Linked DNA regions of Sus scrofa: region 2 is linked to region 1. A link is a contact called in public HiChIP or PLAC-seq data. All regions are on one chromosome and are shown on one strand. The core of a region is the stretch at or near the end of the contact, and the rest is flanking DNA. Distances in the headings are between cores, read along the strand shown.

The links. HiChIP or PLAC-seq counts read pairs in DNA pulled down with a chosen protein or histone mark.
Region 2: an H3K27ac HiChIP or PLAC-seq map of alveolar macrophages shows a contact between it and region 1. The contact joins two enhancer-like sites. A contact is called at or near these places in 2 of 47 Hi-C or Micro-C datasets (embryonic fibroblasts and fetal heart ventricle) and 1 of 2 datasets of contacts at active chromatin or transcription factors (alveolar macrophages).

The regions. Positions count from the first base shown.
Region 1 is chr7:39,937,363-39,944,205 of Sscrofa11.1, reverse strand. All of the region lies in intron 3 of SUPT3H (transcription initiation protein SPT3 homolog), which reads left to right. Among named protein-coding and RNA genes, the nearest start is that of RUNX2, 170 kb to the left of the region's middle. Within about 2 kb of position 3,750, at least 5 of the 83 cell types and tissues checked have an H3K27ac peak or open chromatin away from gene starts, as enhancers often do. A contact at or near this core is called in alveolar macrophages, where this site is marked.
Region 2 is chr7:40,201,181-40,207,246 of Sscrofa11.1, reverse strand. RUNX2 (runt-related transcription factor 2) reads right to left here. Exons shown (of 8, transcript XM_005666074.3): 3 at 958-1,319. Among named protein-coding and RNA genes, the nearest start is that of SUPT3H, 43 kb to the right of the region's middle. Within about 2 kb of position 1,841, at least 39 of the 83 cell types and tissues checked have an H3K27ac peak or open chromatin away from gene starts, as enhancers often do. A contact at or near this core is called in alveolar macrophages, where this site is marked.

The sequences.
Region 1 (6,843 bases), core at 2,501-5,000:
GTTTTCTCTTAAGGTATTAATGGCCTCATAGGATAAGGTACCCTTTGCTTGTCTCTTCTGAATGAAATTATAGAGAGATTGTATTAGTATAATTTCTTCCTAAAATGTTTGATAAAATTTACCAGTGAATTCATTTGGTCCTAGTGCTTCCTGTGTGGAAGATTATTAATTATTGATTCAGTAACTGTAAGAGATGTAGGACTATTCAGATTTTGTTTCTTCTTATCTAAGTTTTGGGACATTGTATCTTTCAAGGAATTGATCTATGTCATCTATGCTGTGAAATTCATGGACATAGAGCCCTTAGCATTCTTTCATTATCCTTTTAATATCCATGGAATCTGTAAAAATGTTGTCTCTTTTATTTCTGATATCTGTGAATTGTATCCACTGTCTTTTTTCCCTTAATTAGCTTGCTTAGAGTCTTACTGATTTCACTGGTCTTTTCAATGAACCAGCTTTTGGTTTCACTGATTTTTTTTTCCTTTTCTATCTCTGAATTCCTAAATTTTACTGATTTAGTTAGATATTTTAAATTACATAGACTTATAGGCAGTATGTTTCTCCTATTGCAAGAATCTTATTACTATTATTACTTATTACTATTATTATTATGTCTTATTACTATTTAGATTTAGTCATATTTAACCAATTCTAACAAAGTTTTTTACTTTTTATTTTCTTTTTCAATTCTGATTTCTGTCCCAATTAATGTGTTATTTGGCTAGAATTTATTCCCAATTTTATCTCTCAAATAGGGTGATAAGCAAAATCTATTTGCATATTTAGTAGATTATAAATATTTTCCTTTATTTTGTGGACAGAGATGTGGTTTTGAAAATGAATCTGTATTGATCATCTTATACTATATGTCTAAATATTTAGAAGTTGTAAATCCATCTAACTAATTGTTACATGAAATATGTTCCATCTTCTACCTTGACAAATACCTTTCTAACAACTTGGACTGCCAGGTACAAATTTAGGAATATCTGACTTTGCAGAGTTTCATGCAGGAAAGTTGTGACAGCCTACAGTCCATCACCCCTCTCTTCTGAACCCTACCTCCATGATGAAGAGTTTTTCACATATGAGTAAATACTCCAGCCCTCACATCCTGCCTCTATGCACACACTCACAGAATGGTCTGACCTTAAGAAGACATTCTCTGTAAAGATCCGGGCATATCTTGGATTTGATAGGTTTGAAACTAAGCAGGAAATGTTAAGGCTCTAGGGTGTGGCACACAGGCTCTGAGTCTACCCTCCTTGGAATTCATATTAACTCTGCAAATGAAAATCCTTATCCTTTTTTCCTTGATAAGTCTCTATTGTTCCAACATCAATCACTCAGAAGATTGCCCCAGGGGTTTCTCTATGAGTTTGAAGCTTCCTTGGAATTGCTCCTACCTCCTGTATAGTCCTGTCTTTCTTAGGTTTTAGATTTTGGTTTTTCTCAAATCTTCCTTCCATCTAATCTGTTGAATTTCTGTCTTTCAAAGTTTTGGCCCACTAATGCCATTTCTTATTTTTCAGTGTTGTTTTTGATGTATTCTTTTTCCCCCCTCAAATATTCATTTTTTAAATTTAATGAAATTTTAAGCAAAAATAAATGTTTAAGCATTTTTTTTAAATTCCTTTGTTTATGTTTGTGTTCATTGCATTTTTTCCACTTATAATAAGTCATTTGATTACATAAAGGAAAAATTTTGTTTGTTTTTTTAGCAACTGCTGTGCCCCCATTGCATTTGGCCCTACAGGAATCCAGGAGTATATTCATTTATTCTATGAACATTTCTTATGTAGGTACCATAAGCAAAATCCTACACTACGTACTACATAAGATGACTCCTCCCTTACCAGGGAGGTTATATACAGTCCAGCAGTGGATATGATAAGTTAATAAATAAATATGCTACTAATGAAGATGTGCTCTATGAGGTGTTACAATGGTTGCATGAGGGAGAACTTAGTTCTTCCTCTAAGAATCAGGAAAAGCCTATGAAAGAATTTTTGTTCTGGACTTAAAAAAGTAGTGATATCTGATCTCATAATTTTGGAGTTAGATAGTGGAAGGTATAGGTAGGAGAGCCATTTGTGAAAAATGAGTAGTTCATTCTGAGGAGAGTTATAGCATCCATGAAGAGAAAAAAGGGGAAATGAAATTTTTAAAACTACATGACCATATTTAATAGAATTAAATTAAATTAAATTGAGAGTCTCTTTAAGTTTTGACCTTTTCAGCAAGTTTTTCAGTTGCTATTTTTACATGAGAACCTGATATCAGTACATGGAATAGTTTGAGGCAGAGAGACTATAGCTGGGGGCCCTGCAAGGAGACTGGGCATCTAGACTCCCAGGGCTTGACCATAGGCTAGATGGTTATAGGACATGGAGTGGGAACGTGACCTATGTAGCGGGGAGCAAACCTTTTATTCTGAGCTGATCATGGGTAAGAAGAAAACATTCATGTTACTTCATGGATGTTTGACCATGTATGCTGACTATGACCTTATTTCACTCTATTGTATAAGTACAGAAGCATTCTGATGCTAAAGAATCTTTGACTCTGCCGACCAGTGTTAGTTGGAAAGAGCCTATTTATACCACAGAAGACATCAGAATCCCTGCTCAAGTTGTTTTTTTCCCTTCTTACAGCATATTCTTTATGATATCAGACACAGTAACAGGAAGAACATCTCCATCTGGTAATCATTACCTGTAGCTTGTATGTGTCTTCTGGAAGTTAACTTTTAATGTTAAACAAAGGAAGCTGATCAAAACCAGCTGTAAAACCTTTGCCTCGTTCGTATTTTATACAGTCAGCATTGGGTTACCATTCACATAACTGTGTGTCTGAAGTTGAAAAAAATAATAAGGTAAATCTTTTCCTTTTATTAAAATAAATGTAATCCTGATTTTATAGTTAACACAACTTTAATTGTTTTCCTGTTTGGCAGGAAAATTTAATGCAGTTGGCATCATTATGTATGTATTTTACACACCTTGGAGAAATAATGGCTCATTTATTGACTATATGTGCCACAATTAATATATTTTGGATCTAGTCAAAATAAAAACAGTAGGCTGAAATATAATTTTCTAATTTAAAATTATGGGGTTAGTAAATGTAGAAACTTGCCAGCTAAACATATAATAGGCTATTAAATATATTATGTGAACTAATTCTATAGATAATGAAAATTACTCTAGTAATACCCCCCTTTGACACATGGCATTTATTATAATTCTAGATACATGCAAACATAGTAATTTTAGATCATTATTATTTATGATAAGAAATGACTCACAGAACTTTAAGTCAGGATGACGTTTTTCTTTTATTGAAATTAGGGGAAGTAAGGAATTTGGAAAAATGAGAACATCCTGGGCCATGTTTTACGTACTGTTGGTACATTGTGTATGTTTAATAATAGTTTGTTCTTCCTGGAACTTGCAGTTGTTATATATATAGAAGTTTTAAAATCACAAAGAATCACATGAATTGGTCACAGCACATACTTTTGAAATATCTGCAACAACAGTATTGAGGGTTTGCTATCATGAAATGGAATTTCCTATCAAGGAAATGCAGCAGATAAGGTAATGACTCAAGCATAACATCTAGGTGGAAGACAGTGAGCATTTCTCTACTAAAGAGATATTTTGAAATTCAGTGGTTGTTTTGCAAGTGATTAGCACTGTTTTTTTGGAAATGTTCTAGTCTGTAGAAACCTAAGTATTGCTCACAAATACCACTTAGGCAGGGAAGCCAAGGACAGTTCTGACTGTCCAAGTATAGCACCATGTCCACTGTGACCAGCATTTGACAGTCTGTTGTCCAGTGCTTTTCTCAGGCCTTAATTAACTATCAAGCATTAGGAGGGTATTCTAAAATGTACAAGCACTTAAATAGAAAGTAACTGACAGCAAACAATAATTATTAAGATATCATGTTATAACTTTTCACTCTGCAAAAAGGGGCGTATTCTATTTTAAAAAGATACAGGGTATCTTATAGGCAGAAAAGACCCTAAACAACATTATCATCAGAGAATGAACAAGTTACCATTCCTTAGGGGGAAGATTTCAAGAGCACTGTACTTTAATCATAGTATTTGTATTGGAACATTTACGATATCTTCCTAACACAAAAACAAATAATTTAGCACATGCTAGGAACTCAGTATATGTATGTTTATTAAATTACTAATTATACAAAGCAGGCTTAGCTAGTTAAATTTAATATATATATGTTTTATATAGAGAGAGAATATAAATGCATACACATATGTAATATATGTACATATGCATATATGAATATGTAAAATTAGCGTAAGAAAATGCACATTTTAGTTGTTCGATTCAGGGAGCTCTGACAAGTCTACATTGCTATGTAACCATCACCCCAAACTAGGACTAACATTTTCATTGCTTTAGGAAATTCCCCTTCTCGGTCACAACCTGCCCACTGCCCCCAGATGATTTCTGTCACCACAGATTAGCTTGTCTATTGGTAGATTTTGTATAAATGAAATTATATAGACTGTATTCTTTTGTGTCTAGCTTTCTTGGGTTTGTTAGTCTTTTTATTTTGTATACTCTGTGGTATGCAGTCTTATTATCTCGCTGTGATTTTTATTTCTATTTGTTGAATGATATTCAGCACCTTTTAGTATGTCTATTGGTTGTTCATATATCTCACTTGGTGATGTATCTATTCAGTTTTTTTGCCTGCTTTTATTGTTTATGTTTTAATAATGATTTTTATTCTTTCCATTATGACTGGTTTACAGTGTTCTGTCATTTTTCTACTGTACAGCAAAGTAACCCAGTCACACATACATGTATACATTGTTTTTGCCTGTTTTTATTGGATTATTTGTCCTTCCCATGTTTTGTCCAATGAATCTTTGTGTAAGCAAGGTCATGAAGATTTTATCTCTCAGGTTTTATTCTGGTATTTTTACAGTTATGGATTTTATGCTCAAGTCTGTGATCTACATCAAATTAATTTCTGTTTGTGGAATGAGATAACGATGGAGCTTATTTTTCCTATCTAGTAGTTCCAGCCACATTTATTACCCATGTTTCAGCAGCATTTTGGGGACTGGATAAAAGACTGTGTTTTAAATTATTTGCGCAGTTCTCCAACATGTCTCTTCTCTTAACTCCTTTGAACTTAATTGCAGTTTGTCCACTAGTGAATTCACCAAATTATACCTGCCCACAGGCTTCCTACAAGTTGGTGTCCTCGTGCATTTTCCGCTTTCTTCCATATACATAGATCACTCACAGATCAGTTACTTCTCTTTGTCAATGTGGAGTATCTTATGGTGAATTTGTATCTAACATCCATCTTAAGCATCTCAGAATCTCAGTCGATCTATTTTTCCTGCTCTTCTCAAAGCTGATTATAAAGACATGAACCCCACAAACCATAAGATCTTAGGTATTCTCTAAAACTATTTACCTGAGTTTTTAGAATATGATGCCCCTAACTTGTTATAGGTGTGGCAGTGTAATGTACTGATTGAAGCCTGATTGTGCTTCTGTACAAGATTTCTTAGGGTTCTTTGTTCATTTTAGAAACATATTTTGATGACTCCCATAATTGAAGTTATCAATTTGTAATTATTTAAATTAAATCTATTTTATTGAGTAGCCTATTTTCGCTCTAGACTTACTTATAACCTGATTATAATTAATTGGAGCTTTGGATTTGTGGTTTTTATCTTTATATTTTTCTATAGTTTCCAAGCTTTCTGTGATAAACGTGTATTGTTTTTACAACCAGGAAAGAAAGAGTGGCCATTACCAATGTCCAGGAGCAGAATCATATGTTCTCTAAATTTTTGGCAGTGCCTAATGTAATTACTAGGACATAGTTAAATATCAGAGTATATTGGTTAATGAATTTTAAAGTTAGTGTAAATAGAAGATGGAGAAAATTGAGCTTCTAGAATGCTTTCATTTGGTGTTTAATTATATTGTATACCTGTAGTCTTCTATGGAGATAATGAAGACTGCCAAAGTATCAGCCAAAATGTTGTTTGTGAGTCTAGGTAAGGGATGCAAAGCAGACTATGGGGTAAAAAAAATCATTTCTTTTTCAAACTTGTATTTGGGCACATAAACAGTTGAGAGCATCAAGACGTTTTAGAAATGACAGGGACACAGATGATACCATAGTTTTATGAACTCTAAGATGATTTGTTTTAACCTCTAGCTTTCTCATGTTTGAATGTATGGTGACACAACTGTTATTGGCCTGAGTTCTTCTGGTGAGAGAGAGGGTCGGTCAGTCTGCAAGTTCGAAGTTCTTCTGGTAAGAGAGGGGGTGGGTCGGCAGCTTGAAGAGAGAGCTTGTCCACATCTGGGACTAAAGCCCAGGCGCTGATTGAGGAGCAGCCTTGATAGCACAGAGGAATGTGGTGCTGGTGACTCCGCGTCAGAAAATTGCAGAAGAGTCGAAATTCTAAGTCAGTGCTTCTTTTAAACTATTTGAAGTAAAATCCAGTTTTTATTGTTGGTGGTGGTATTTTTTTTTTTTCCTTTACCACATTTATGAAATGCAGTAAAATCATAATGATATTAAAATGTTATAAAAGTTTTTAAACACTCTCATTTTCTGTTCTTATCTTGCTGAAGACTAACAGCAGTTCGTGGTGAGATGCTGGTCAGGGCCCATGCTTTGAGTGGTGCTGATGATAAAGTATTGTATTGGTTTAATCGGCAATGTGTTTTTTTTTGTTTTTTTTTTTTCTTAGTGCTAAAATAATGGTGACCTTACTCTTTGTTGTTAGAGGCTTGATGAAATATTTGGTATATATTGCTTAATTTC
Region 2 (6,066 bases), core at 592-3,091, 260 kb before region 1:
AGCGGGTCCCCGTGGAAGAGGCCGTCCAGCCCCCGCCCCCTTCCCTGGCCCGCGCCGCCTTGCACTTGAGGGTCTGGCGCCCAGGACTCGCGTACTCCCCGGCCTCTGGGCGCGGGGCGACCCCGGCTGCCTCGCCTTCCTCCCAGTAGCCGGAACAAGCGTGGGGCTGCAGGCGGAGAAAATGCCCCCGACCTGTCTCCCCTCACTCGCTCCCCGGGTACCTAAGTTTGCCCGGGACCCTCTCTGACTTCAGTCCGGCGGCCCACGCGCCGCCGCGGCAGCCGGCACTCGGAGCCCCTCCCCAGGCTCGAACTCCGGCGCCGGCACCCCACGAACACAGGCCCCCGAGCCCGAGAGGGGCCGGAGCCGCAGAGGCTCAAACGGGTGGGAGAAGGGGGCGCCGACACGGGCGGAGGGCGCTCGGTTTGGAGGGGAAAGGGTGGGAGCGCGCGGGATCCGGGGGAGGGGTGGCGCGGCAGCCTGAGGCGCAGGGCGGGCAGGGATGCTGGGGAGAGGGACGCGGGAGTCCGTGGGGAGAACGCTGGCGATACCCTGGAGTGGGGGCGGGGTGGAGCAAGTTCGGGCCGCAGCTCGGAGAGTGGGCACCTGGGGGCTCCTGGGGGAGGTAAGACGGCTCGGAGAAGTGGGTCAGAATGTTGGCCGGCAGGCTCCACGGGTGATGAACGGATAAAGAGAACCAGGGTTGAGGTGATGGCTGCGGGCACAGGTGGGAGAGGGAAGGATCTATCTGCACGGGGTCACTACGCCCGGAGCCCGCTGGCAGATCCGGAGGAAGAGGGCCAGACGGCGTTCCTTCGGGTCCGAGCCACCAAGATAGGAACCTTGGAGGCAGTACGGGTCCGGGCTCGGGCCCCCGCGGGCACGGAAACGCTAGCAGGCAGGTCCCGCGGCTCCGGGCAGGGGGCGGGGGGTGGGGGGGCGGCCGCAGCTTCTTACCTTGAAGGCCACGGGCAGGGTCTTGTTGCAACGCCAGTGCGAGGGCAGCACAGAGCACAGGAAGTTGGGGCTGTCGGTGCGGACGAGTTCGGCCGGGTGGTCAGCGATGATCTCCACCATGGTGCGGTTGTCGTGCGGCGGCCGCAACCGGGGCACGGCGGCTGCCGCTGCCGCCGCCGCCGCCGCCGCCGCCGCCGCTGCCGCTGCCTCCTGCTGCTGCTGTTGCTGCTGTTGCTGCTGCTGCTGCTGCTGCTGTTGTTGCTGCTGCTGCTGTTGCGCAGCCACCACCGGGCTCACGTCGCTCATCTTGCCGGGCTGCAGGCTGCTGGAGGGGGGGCTGAAGCGCCGGCTGGTGCTCGGATCTACGGGAATACGCATCACAACAGCCACAAGTTAGCGAAGTGGCCGGGGGAGGGGGAGGAGGGTGGAATGAGGGGCGAGGAGGAGGAAATTGGGGGGGTGGAGGCGAGACGGGGGAAAGGGGATGGAGGTGATGGGGCTGAGGAGGTGAGAAATCAAGTTCGATGAAGCAGACTGCCGGGCGGAGTCTGACGGGGGCCAGCGGTGGCGGTGCGGAGCAATCGGGTTGGCGGGTGACGAGACCCGGGAGGCGCAGATCTTGCTGGAGCCCTTGAAACACCCGGGGTGGCAGCTGCGAACGGGCACCAGGATGTGTTTGGCTCGGGCAGGCGGGAGACTTCACTTCGCAGCAGCTTGGAGTGGGGTCCCTTGGGGCACCGCGTCCTGGGTGCGCTGGCGCCCCCTCCCAGTTCGAGTCCGGCGGTTGAGCCCAGTGGGTTCAGCAGTCCAACCCAGAGGCCAGCATCGCCGCGCGCTGCCCGCCACCGCCGCGCCGCGCCACGAGCAGCTACGCAGCTGCTGGCGTCCGCGCCGCGCCGCCCGCCCGCCCGCGCCGCTGCTGCCGCCGCCGCTCTGCTGCGGCTGCCGCTCCCCCCGCGCCGGCTGCACACTCAGATTCCTCCCGCGGCGGCTGCCAGCCCGGCTCCCCGGCTCGGCTCCTTCCTTTCCCTTCTCCTCTTCTCGCCCTCTCACCGCTCCCTCCTCGCATCCACTCCCTCCAGCTCTTTGCAAAGCTCCCCTGACCCTCGCGCTTCGAGGCGCCAGGAGGTAAGTCGCGGGCAGCGGATCTCGGGGCAGCGGATCTCGAGCCTGCGAATCTCAGCCGCTGCCGCCGCCCGCCGGCCGCGAGAAGTAGCCCCCGGGACGCGGCGTGCAGCTTCCGAAGCCGAGAGAGGCGGCCCGGGTCTAGGGGGATCTCGCCTGGTCGCGTCCTCTTGCTTCTCACCCCCCTCCCCCCTAGAACCAGGAACCCCCTCTTGGTCGGAGGAGGTTGATGCTGAGACGCCAGAGAGCCTGCCGGCTGATCTGCCTGTCGTTATTTTTCGTTGTAACTTCAGGAGAGGAAGAAGGAAAATTCTTGAGCGTCTGTGCTGACTTCTCAGCACTCTTCACCCTTCCCCCACCCCATCCCCCCCCCACCTCTGCCGGAGCGGCTCCCAAGAGGGGTTAAAAAAAAGATTTTACAGAGTTTGGGTGTTTTTTGTCTTAAGCGACTCAAAAAAATTGGGATGGAGGGGACATTTGTCAAAATCGTTTTTAGAAACTCAAACTGTGGGTAGCCGGACACTTTTTTCTTCTATATTCAAACTTGTTCCTAGAGAACAAGGATGAGTTTCTTTAAGGACTGGAAAACTATCAACTTGATGATTAAAATAAGTTGCTAAAACCCTTGCGGGGAGGGGGGGAACCCCAGCAGTTTTCCATGAATCTCAATCTATTAATAAGTCTATTCTGCATCTAAAACTTGGTCTAATGTCTTAACTTCCCCACCACCACCACCACTCCCAAGGAAAAAAAATTAAAATACGAAATAAAATATTCAAAATGCTTCGATGGCTATTTATTTATGTATTTATTTCCCAGTGTGGGTTTAAAAAGCGACTTTGGATCCCCCCAAAAGTTGTGGTCGAAAGGATGAAGGAGCGCAGAAAAAAGGCGGCAGTTTTACCTAAAATGTGGTTTTTGGAGGCTGGGATTTCTAATGATTAGGTTTTTGTGGTTTATATAGACACGACTCTGGCTAAGGCGATCATTACACTGATGAGAGTCAGAAGCACGTGGGTGTCTCCGACCAGCCTCAAACTCTGAGCCTTCAAAACAAATAAAACAATGTGCGGCGCCCGCAGAAGCCGGGAAATCCGCTTGAGGGTATCGCACCCCTAAGAAGGGGGCACAGGGCCGTTTCCCCTCCTCCTAGAATACTTGCTGTCAATCTCCTTTAAACCTCGCAAAGCTTGAAAACGTGTTTGCAAGAAGAATCCTCAGTTGCCAGAGATTCCTAATACGGTAGCTGACACCACACAGTAATAAATGGTTTTATAAAAGAAATGAAAAGTTACAATGCCTCCTCTACAGAGTATTCAGGAAGAAAGATAGTTGAGTCATCACTCATCTCCCCCCGCCCCTTCATCTTATTTAAATCAATTCACATACCCATTAATTTTTGCTGCTCAGCGCAAACGCCTCTCGAACCCTGGTAGGAACCTGCCGCGACCCTACCTCCCGGTTTTTAAAGAATTGCTTTCACTTGCCCAGCCGGCGCTTGGGGGTCTGCGCCTTTAAAGGGGGGCTAAAGAGCTTCGAGAGCCGGCGGGGGCGGGGGGGGGGCGGAAGAGGGGGCCTGGTTGCCTGTACTGGACTCTGGAGCCAATTTCAAGCACACGATGAACTTGCAGGGCTGTAGGCGCGTGGCTTGGGGACCAAGATTGCCCTCTAATGAGATGCGACTGAGGGGCTTCCAATAGTGGGAGCGGAGGGGGAGTTATCTATGCGAGCGCCCTCGCGGGGGTAAGGGTGGGGTTCGGGGGACACTGTTCTGTCCTTCCTCTTTGGGGCTTAATTTTTACCTTCCTTTTTCCCATTTACAACTCCACACCTCCCTTCCCCACTTTTCTCTCCACGTTCCCGCCTCTCCCCCTAATCCCCCTGCAGACGCGAGCCCCCTCGCCGCGCCCCTCCCGCCTCCAAGGCCTTCCCACAGCCACTTGCCATCCTGGGTGACGCATTCTGCATCACCCGCTAGGACACCCCTTCCCCAAACTACTCCCCGGTCTCCTGGCCTCCGAGCCCGGGAGTCCCCATTTATCCTGAGAACCCACTTATCCCGATGGACTTGATGCGCAGCGAGGAATGAACTGTCTCCTGCGCATACAATTTTTAATTATCTTTTCGGTCACAGGGGAGAGCTCTAACCCCGGGCACCGCCGGGCTGCCCGCGCGCACCAGGGTCGGGTCTTCCCCAGCTGCATGCGGCCGGCTAAGGCTAACGAAGGGAAGCCAGGCTTACTGTTCAAAAAGAGAGAGAGCGGACTGCATGCGTGAATTTCCTACCTTACGCCACCACACCGTACTTACTCACACGCACTGGGAGACACACTCTGCTACATCTCCACACTGACATTCATAAATACACATGCACAACACACACAAGTCTTTTTGTTTGTTTGTTTTTTCCTTTTAGCGAGACAGTTTTATTTCAGGCACGTTGTACCTCCATCTATCAAAGATCTCTGATTTGTTGCGTTTTTGAATGTGTAGGGGCTGCAAAGGAGGAGAGAAGTTACCGGAAGCTGGTTATTTCTGTGGTCAAAAGGAGATACAAATTCAGGGACTACCATAGTAGGTGTCAAGCAAGCTGCCTTCTCTGGGGTAGTCCTTCTCCCTGGAAATCCACAGAATCTGGAACTCCCAGAAATGTGGAGACGCTAACAGTCAGTATTTCAAATATGGGCGACCAGACGGCCTTTTAAAATTAAGAAACCCTAGGGCAGTTAAATTTAAGTAATCGTCTTGGGGGCATTTCCTTTTTCTCCATTGCTGTTTTGTCCGTTCTTTGTTTGACTTGGTGGAGAGCAAAATACCCCAGCCTCAGGGTTTGGGTATTTTGACTGGGGATTTTAAGGGCGACTTAATCAATGGTGAATTATTTATTTTAATTAATCATATCCGGTAATTCAGCTTTATAGCCTTCCTTGGACATTCTCCCTCCATTTTCACATTTCAGTGCAGCTAATATAAGCAGCTCTTGGAAGTTACTAGTCTTGGATCCCTTAAAATATCCTACAGTTATTTATAACGTGGAAATGAAATTTTCCACTGAATACCCTCACAACGTTTCAGGTATCTGGCACAGCGGATTTTCAGTCTCCTTTCAAAAATATCCTCTTGCTGAACATTCACACTTTCAACTGGAGCTGACTGAGCCTGGAAATGATGATGTCTTGGCTCAGAGTATTATACTTAAAGGAAGAAAACATTTTTACAGACCCCTAAACCGAACCTCTCCTGGTAATAGTAGGCACAGAGGAAAACTGTGAAATTTGACATATGTGGATTTTGTACTATAGTTTGCATGATCTCACTCCTGGGCTTAGCTTTTTTTTTTTTTTTTCCCTACCCCAAAATGCTCAGAACAAATCACCCACTAGATTCCTCTTCAGACATATGCCTCTGTTCTGTTGTATGTAATGGCATAAAAAAGAAGATACAATTTTCTGAAAATACAGGCATAAATTTCCCCCTCCATTTCCTTTAACGTTTAATATAACTGTTTAGTAACAACACCTGGAGATTCTGACTTTCCAGACAAAGAAAATGAGATGTGAAACAGTCAAGTTATTTATGTCGTCGAAGAACTGAACTCCCCAAACTGGGACCAGAAGCCATGCTTCTTTCATTCAGATTTCATCTTCTAACCACTAAATTATTTTATATATGTTTTTTCTTGATGAAAATGGAAAAGACCACTGTAATGTTGTGAAATAGTTTTCAATGAACCAGCTAGTAACATGCGACAACCTTTCAGACCTGCAGTGAAAAATCACTGGCATATTGATGATCCCTAAAGGTTTTCTGTGTGGTGTTTCTTTGTTTGTTTGATTGTTTGTTTTGGTTTTGCGTTTTAGGGCCGCACCTGTGGCATATGGAGGTTCCCAGGCCAGGGGTCAAATCAGAGCTACAGAAGCCGGCCTACACCACAGCCACAGCCACAGCCATGCAGGATCGGAGCCTCATCTGCTCTCATCTACA